Linked DNA regions of Mus musculus: region 2 is linked to region 1. A link is a contact called in public Hi-C data. All regions are on one chromosome and are shown on one strand. Each heading gives the region's core, a stretch centred on a gene start, on an enhancer-like site or on the middle of the called end of the contact. The rest is flanking DNA. Distances are from core to core; before and after follow the strand shown. Region 1 overlaps Gm30789 (predicted gene, 30789). Region 2 has its middle 170 kb from the start of Armc1.

Region 1 (3,967 bases), core at 843-3,342:
TGGCAGGACTGATCACATTGGGTTTCTTCCTTTACCAACTTCTGTATTAACTTTCACTCTGTTGAGAATAATTGTTTCATGTCACAGAAACGGAGGCAGGTGACTGCCTTATCATAGAACTCATGAATTAAATGAGCTTTTATTTTCGATTTTCTTTTCTTAACTGATTCTGCTGAGAATACTATTGACTTTTATTTCAATACTCACTGGCAAGATTTCTAATAGCTAAGCAAAACATGTGAAATAGCGTTTGACCTGAGTGTAGGAGGTGATTTGGAATTGGTTATTTTCTGAGGAAATGTAGGTAAGAAGGAAAGGCATTTGTTTGTTGTGCACACGTGGGTGTGTGTGTCTGTGCTTGTGTGTGTGTATGTGTGTGTTTGCTCACTAATGCATATGCATATGTGTGTTTACTGTTATTTCTCAAAAATGCTTTTCTCAATTCTTTCTTGTGTCCTGCCCACCACAGAGCCTGATACACTGGAAAAATCTTCCCTTAGGGACACTTTGTGTGATATTGTGGCCCACTTGTCTCAAAGACAGAGAATTCCATGCCAATTCAACCTAAGCCAGCAGTGATTGGGTGACTGTCCCCAGAATCACTCATATTTAGTGTCTGAGCAAAGCTATTGGGTACTGGTAATTGTAGGCTGTTGGGTTGATGGCAGTTATTCTTAATGAATGACCCAAATCGGCAAGACTTCAAGGTCATGGGTCACTGGAATCTGTTGCCTGGTTTCTGTGGACAGCTGCTCACTTGGGGAGGGGAGGGGATATCCCTCACACTGACAGGGTGTGTGTGCAAGGGAGAGAGAAAAGAAATAGAGACCTATGAGAGCAAGGGCAGGAGCTTTTTGCTTATGAGTGAGCTGCGGACCAAGACATGTCCTATATCCTTATATCTTCATGGAGGGGTTGTATGTAAAGGAAAGAAATAGTTTTTTAACTGTATATTCTTTAACTTGTAAAAATAATGTTCAAAAAGCAAGAAGACGGAGAACCCCTTTCTTAGCTGTTCATGTAAACTCTGAGTGGTGTTGGTGCTTGCACACCCTACACTTCCGTCATGTTCTTTGAGACGGGTTCCTGACTGTCTGCTGGCAGTGATGCTTTGAGGTGGAATCTATGCTGGGCTTCAGGGGGCCCCTGCCTATCCCAGATCTCCACCTCTTGCCTCGGTGCCTCTTTCCAGTACTACACCTAGAGGTTTCCAACTCGGGCTCACTGTCACCTGCCTCTGAATCTCTCCCAGAGATTGTGCTGTGACCCAAATGTGAGTAACCCTTCTCCTGAGATTATTTCAGAAAAACAGCTTACAATTTAAAAACGTGTAAGATGAATTAAAAATAACAAACAAATAAAAATCCTCCCTAAATGGAAGCGCACACACAGCACAATGCAATGGAAGCCACATCGCAATCACACAAGAAAGCTGCAAGTCCTGAGGCTTCATTTAAAATAGTGGGTCCCTCCCGAGTTCTCAAAAACTAACATATTAATTCCCAAACAAACTTCTTTGTACCTAATGCTGACAGGCAGACAGGCGGTGGGGGTGGGGCGGGGCCTGTGAGAAGGGGAGCAAGGCCAGGGGACCGCTCTGCTGCACCAGCTTGGGTTCCCGGCCCCGGTGATGGAATTATTGTTTATTTTTTTAATTTTCCAAGGTAGGCCGATGACAGCTGAAGAAGACTGTATTTGCGGAGGAGCAGCATGAGGGTAGAGAGGAGCAGAGCTCCTGAGGGAAACCTAATAGTTCCTCTCCTTCCTGCACGGAGATAAAGACTTATAATCAGCGTCTATGTTCACCATCTGGCTCTGCGCATGTGGTCCGTATGGAGGAGAAAGCCGCACAATCTGTAAGTGATCAGGAGCCATGGCGCTCTCTCCAGAGAATCCACGATGCAATCAAGGTGACAGATGGCACGGCCACTGCTGTGGCCTCATGGAGAAGATCAAAATCACCTTCAATAAACTCTGACTGAAATGGGCATGAGCACCTCGAAAAAGTCAGTTTGTCAGTCAAACTGCGACAGCGCGCTGCACTGGGGAACCACAGCGGCCAGCTCTCTGTTTTCAATCGTTTCCGTCTGACTGGGCCTGAACTATGATCCTTCTCAAATTGTCCTTTCTGTTTAGCTGAAGCAGGCCAGCAAATTGCCAGATTCATTGCTTTATTGAAGAAAATTGAAAACACGATGTCCTCAATTCCGAGGACGCACAGCTGGCAGGTACCCGGGACACCCAAACGCAGGGAGAGTGGACCTGGTTTCTGCAGCCGGAGTTTGCCCAACTTTAGGCGGATATTTTTGAACGCAAATATAAAATGCAAATGTGTACGGGGCAGTGGTTATGTAAACGGTATTAAGTAACCAGTAAGTGTTGTAGAATGGAGACGTGGCTACAAAGAAAGGAAGAAAGGAAGAAAGGAAAGGGGGAAACTCCAGCAGGGAGTTGTCTCTGCGAGTTCAGAGCAGGTTTCTTTCTTGATAGAGCTAGTGTGTTTTCTTTCTGTATCTGTTTACTATGTGGAGGTTCCTTTGGGTTTGAGCACAAGGTTGAAGAAATGCAGAGATACTGTTTTGTTTTGAGCAAATCACAGGGAATCTGCAGGGGTCAGGAAGTTTAAACAAATTTCCGTTTCTCCTAACCCCAGAGGAAAAAAAATTAGAAGCCCCAACCGCTTATAAATGGAGGGAAATGAGGAACAGCTAACCTGCAGTGGGACTCAAATCCACTACCATCTTTTGAGAAGTAAGGACACTGATTTCAGGTCAGGGAGGGCGGGTCCTGATGAGAGCAGGCGCCCCTCTTCCTCCCTCCTGATCCCTTGGCACAGTTCCACTGTTGTTCTTCCTCCCAATCGCCAGGACCGGAGATTGAAAGCAAAACTAGACTTTTCCAATCTTCTTTCTCTAAAGTTTCCAGGATCTGTGTCTGGTCCTGGAGTTTTCTATTACAAGCTGGCTGAGGGAACTTACCCCTTCTAACTTTTCGTCCATTCTCTTTTTAAAAAGTTGTAACCTTCTAGTTAATGTTGCGGGCTTGCTTCATTTAAGATCCAAACCCTGCTCCTGCTTCATCCCCCACAATGTAAACTGTTTGACAGCTGAGAAATACTGAGTCACCCGGCCCTGGATTTCCATGGGAATTCTCTACTCTTATTATAGGTACAATTTGAATGCCAGGATTCTGGTGCAGTGATATAGAAATGCATCTAAAGGGGACTCATCCTTGATTTGTGTATGTGAAATTCAAGAAAACACGGGGAAAAGCTCCTATTTTGAGTGACAGGAAAGTCTTGCTCTTTGGGGGGAAGGACTGTGTTTTCACAGAGTATAAGAGTGGAGCTAACTTACTGCATATCAAAGGGAAGTGTGGTTTGTTAAGAACAAAAGACCCTTTGTGTTTTCTTGTTCTTTAGTAGGTAATACCTACTGAGTGCTGAGTACCCACTATGTGCAGGCTTTGCAGAATTGAGAAGATTCCCAGGGAGAAAATGTAGGTTTTAAAGCCCTCTTCGGGGCACAGAGCTCTCTGCCTGACCTTTCTCCCTTGACCTACCTCCTTGGGCAGTGGGGGGTGTTCTTGCATGACAACAGGGCTGGTGTTAGGCTGGTGGCTGCCTGCTGTTTTTACACAGGAAATGCTGTGTATTTTTTCTGTGGTCTTTGGCTTCCTGGAATAGCGACTGTTTAAAGACACATTCATCAGTGCTGCCACCAGGAGGGGTGGTAGGATGAGTCATCGCTCAGCAGCAGCTCCAGTTACTCAGGGAGAAAGAAATCTTTTGCTTCCTAACGGTGGCAGTTCTGAGTCTTTCTTTAAGAGATGGCCTACTGGACCATGACAGTATGGAAACATACTTCTAAAATGAGGTTTAGTAATTAGAGCTTGGCCCAAACTCAGATATTTATGCTCCAGTCATCTCTAGCATGGAATTTCTCTTGATCTGTGCCAGATACACAGC
Region 2 (3,967 bases), core at 837-3,336, 360 kb before region 1:
TTCAAAAGATCAGAAAGGCTTTAAAAATGTAACTTGTAAGGAGGCCCCCGAATCCCAGGAAGTTGGGCGGCCACTAACCATTCACTTTTTATTTGTCCCTTTGTTCTCTAAGGTCAAGGAGAGCAGTATTTTCTCTCTTGGTTTGGTTAATAGAAGAACATGTTATTCAAATCCTGGTTGAGTCAGTCAGGAGAAAAAGTGACATTTATCATTTAATTAGTTCTTTTGACTCAGCATCCAAAGTCACAGTCCAACTTTCCTAATAAGCAGAAGAATGTGAACAAATTATAAAAAAAAACCCCGAGGGACACCAGCAGCCTGCACTTACTCATTGGTAGGATGTTTCCTGCTATGCTTATATGACTAGAAACCCTGCCTGCAAAGCTTTTTACCATTTTATGCACTTTGCAGAAGTAGCTGATTCAAAAGCCCAAATGTCTAGTTTCTTTCTTGTGTATGTTAGTTCCAAGTGTATTTTGAGATTTAAACATATCATGATGCCCTGCCTCTGCTTCTAACATAACAGCATCTGATCCCAGTAGGAACAAGAAAGAATTAATAGTTTGGGCTAGAGATTGGGTTTTGTGTCTACTATTAATATTTTGGGAAGGAGATCAAAGGTAAAGGTTGCCTATATGAAGCATTCTTGTCTGGATAGCATTTTAAAAACAAATGAAATGAAATCAATAAAAATAACGGGATCAACTGGATTCCATGAGATTGTAGATGAAAAAGACCTGGGGCTTCTCTTTGTTGTCACATTGGTGGAGTGTTTCAGACTGGTGTGAAGTGGAATTCCCCCAAGTGTGTGATCTGCTGCCAATCAGAGCCACCAGAACCAGTACGAAAGTTAATGCTCCACGGACCATCTAGCGACCCTCCACATGGTAGTGCATGGCTTAAGGCTCTGCCTTTCTCCAGGGCCTGGAATTGCTTCCTCTTTTCAGTATCTTGCTCTCAGGCTGAGGCACTCTTCTACTCAGCCTGCCTCAGGGCTTCAGAGCCTTCCCACAGGAGGAGGCTAGCCATCTCAGCTCCTTCCCCACTCCCAGACTCTTGATCACATATCTCCGACCTTTTGGGCAACTCTATTCTGTGTTTACTAAGTCATATCATACTGGAGAATGATATCTATATACCATATATTATAGGTTAAGTGTCTAATGCAGGCATTGGTAACAGCAGCAAATGTCCCCAGACCTCAGTAGTGGTGGTAGGATTAACAGGAAAAAGGGACTCTAATTGTGGCTACCTTTATACGGATCCACTTTTATCGTACAAGTCTGCAGTTTCCACATCACCTTGATGCTGGGTGAATCTGGGTGGACGGTAGCATCGGTTGGAGTCAGCAACCAGCATGGCATTAGGCGGTTTACTCAAGAGCCAGGCTAGGTTCTGGTCTCATTTGGCTCAAATTCTAAAGAGCTGCACCCAGTCTGAGAATATCACGTGACATAAATTCCCTAATCTCCTTACTGCATCAAGGAAGGAGCCTTGGCGATCAAACCATTCTCTTGATTTTTCCAGGTAAGGAAACTCTGTGGGCTAGTGCCTAGGCAATGACATTGGACGGCCTAGAGAGTGACAGGAAATGCTTCCTCCTGTGTCTGCATTCACAATATGAAAATTGCAAATTGGAGAGACTTTTGGCAACTGTAAGTTTTGCACTTCTAATTTTTTATAACTTTTGGGGTATAATAAAGGTCATCCAATTTTTCAGATTCATCCATCTAAACTTTTTTGGTCCATCTGTTTTTGTCCTGGCAGGCACAGTAGTAAATGCCTCATTTCAGAGTGGCTTCACTGCTCTTCCAGAACAGAGAAGAGAGCGCTCAGAATTATTATTAATTTCTAAATTAAATGGGCCAGGTCTTATGCTGTCCTAAAAATGGAAACATTCCCCTCCCCAAACTATACAGGGGGTAAGATTCGAGTGTGGTTTGTGGGAGAGGAGCTGTCAAAGTCTTTGCATGAAAAGACAATTAACTGTTGGTGAAGCTGGCAGTGGGGCCCTGGAGAAGGGGGAGGAGCAGGAGATGAGAGGGTCAGGTTGTGATTCCCTTCGGCAGTCCATGTGGCTCTTTGCTGGCAGCGTGCCCCTCGATGTCAGAGCAAGCTGAGCGAGCCAGACATGGTGCAGTGTGGGGAGAATATGCGGTATCGCGGCTGAGCTCTTGGCGATTTTCTTTCTTTGCCTCGTTTCTTGTTTTTAAATAAAGGCAGTTTTGAAGGTACAGGAACTTAGCACAGGATAAGCTCTAGCGAATTGTTTTTTTCAGGAGGCTGTGTCAAACCCTGGAGTGATATTTTTGGATGTGGAGTAAAGTACAAAATTGGAGTTGAAAAGGGACAAAGCTAGCTGAGGTTAACTATTATTATCAAAACTTGGCTGAATCCGAGCTTTGTCCTCAGATGCAGTAAGCCGAGCTGGTCATTTGGAACCAGCCAGAGAAGCACCCTTGGGAGAGATACTTCAAGTCAGTTTCTTCTTCTATTTCTTCTTTTATTTTTTCTTCTATTTCTTCTTCTTCTTCTTCTTCTTCTTCTTCTTCTTCTTCTTCTTCTTCTTCTTCTTCTTCTTCTTCTTCTTCTTCTTCTTCTTCTTCTTCTTCTTCTGAGAGAGAGCTCTAGCAAAAGGAACCCAGAAACGTGCGACATTTAATCAAGCTCTGTGAAGCTTTGCCGATGTTTCTCCCACCATCCTTTACCTAACAAATGATCTCAAGCAGGAAGCTGCCCGGGGAAAGGGTGGAAGAATCATGGTAATTAGCACCGTGCAACTCTGCATAATTAAGTACACATGCGCCATCAAGGTTATCTGGTCTTGACATTTGCTTCTTGGGGAAACAGCTCTACAATGTGATTGAATCCTTTCATTTAACTTTACTGGATATGTATAGCATATAGCCAATAGTTCAGAGCTCGTATGTCTGTACTGCATTTGGCTGCAATTTAAAGGTTTTAGCCTGCCCAGGGCATTGTGCTGAGTGTTTTGTAGGTACTAAGTCATTTGGTTGTTACAAAAGACTTAGGAATAGATGGTTTTAAAATAGTGTTTGCTGTTCTAGAAATTAGTGGTTGCTTTTTTCATCTTAATTGGAATAATTTCAAGTTTACAGAAAAGTGGCAAGAAAGAAGCAGGTCTTTTTTTTTTTTTTTTTTTTTTTTTGAACCATCTGAGAGCAAGCTGCAGACATGATGCTCCACTGTTGCAGACCATCTTCTCAAGTGTATTCACCTCAGCAGCCCTTATTTTCAGAGATGACATGACAGCTGGGGAACCCATAGGCCCCGGGCTGGGCTGGGCTGAGTCGCCATGCCTTTGGAAACCTGCCCTGTCTGGAACAGTTCTACACTTTGTTCTTTAGTCGGTGGCCTTGGTTCCTCTAAAGAGAACATGCCAGTTTTGTGGGCTTTTTTCTTTTTCTTTCTTCTTCTTTCCTCCCTCCCTCCCTCCCTCCCTCCCTCCCTCCCTCCCTCCCTCCCTCCCTCTCTCTTTCTTTCTTTCTTTCTTTCTTTCTTTTTTCTTCCTTCCTTCCTTCCTTCCTTCCTTTCTTTCTTTCTTCCTTTCTTTCTTTCTTTCTTTCTTTCTTTCTTTCTTTCTTTCTTTCTTTCTTTCTTTCTTTCTTTCTTTCTTTCTTTCTTTCTTTCTATTGAGATCATGGCTCATCCTGCTGAGAGCTGGAATTACAGGCTGTTCTACACAGTAGTTCTGAGCTTTCATTCCTCATGGTGAGATTCAGGCTCTGCATATTTTTTAAAGGATCATCTAAGAACTCATTGTGTTGTCACTGTCACTGGCTTCTAACAAATGGCACATGATTTTGTCTTTTTGCTGTGCTAATAATCTTCATTGTGCTTGTTGTGAGTCGGTACCTGGTGGGTGCAAAGGCAACACGTGTCGGGCAGAGGCTGACTTTGCTGTCTTGCTGTGTTACTCGCCTCTTTCCTCTGGGAGACGGGATCT

Evidence for each region. Hi-C and Micro-C count contacts between places; a contact is called where the count stands out from the background.
Region 2: a Hi-C map of cerebellar granule neurons shows a contact between it and region 1, with 2.6 times the contacts expected there. The contact joins two enhancer-like sites. A contact is called at or near these places in 1 of 484 Hi-C or Micro-C datasets (cerebellar granule neurons) and 3 of 115 datasets of contacts at active chromatin or transcription factors (astrocytes, embryonic fibroblasts and heart atrium).

Annotation. Positions count from the first base shown.
Region 1 is chr3:18,623,751-18,627,717 of GRCm38.p6, reverse strand. It overlaps Gm30789 (predicted gene, 30789), which reads left to right. Exons shown (of 4, transcript NR_166210.1): 4 at 1,665-3,967. Among named protein-coding and RNA genes, the nearest start is that of Gm30723, 8.4 kb to the right of the region's middle. Within about 2 kb of position 2,092, at least 188 of the 459 cell types and tissues checked have an H3K27ac peak or open chromatin away from gene starts, as enhancers often do. A contact at or near this core is called in cerebellar granule neurons, where this site is marked.
Region 2 is chr3:18,988,185-18,992,151 of GRCm38.p6, reverse strand. No RefSeq gene overlaps it. Among named protein-coding and RNA genes, the nearest start is that of Armc1, 170 kb to the left of the region's middle. Within about 2 kb of position 2,086, at least 10 of the 459 cell types and tissues checked have an H3K27ac peak or open chromatin away from gene starts, as enhancers often do. A contact at or near this core is called in cerebellar granule neurons, where this site is marked.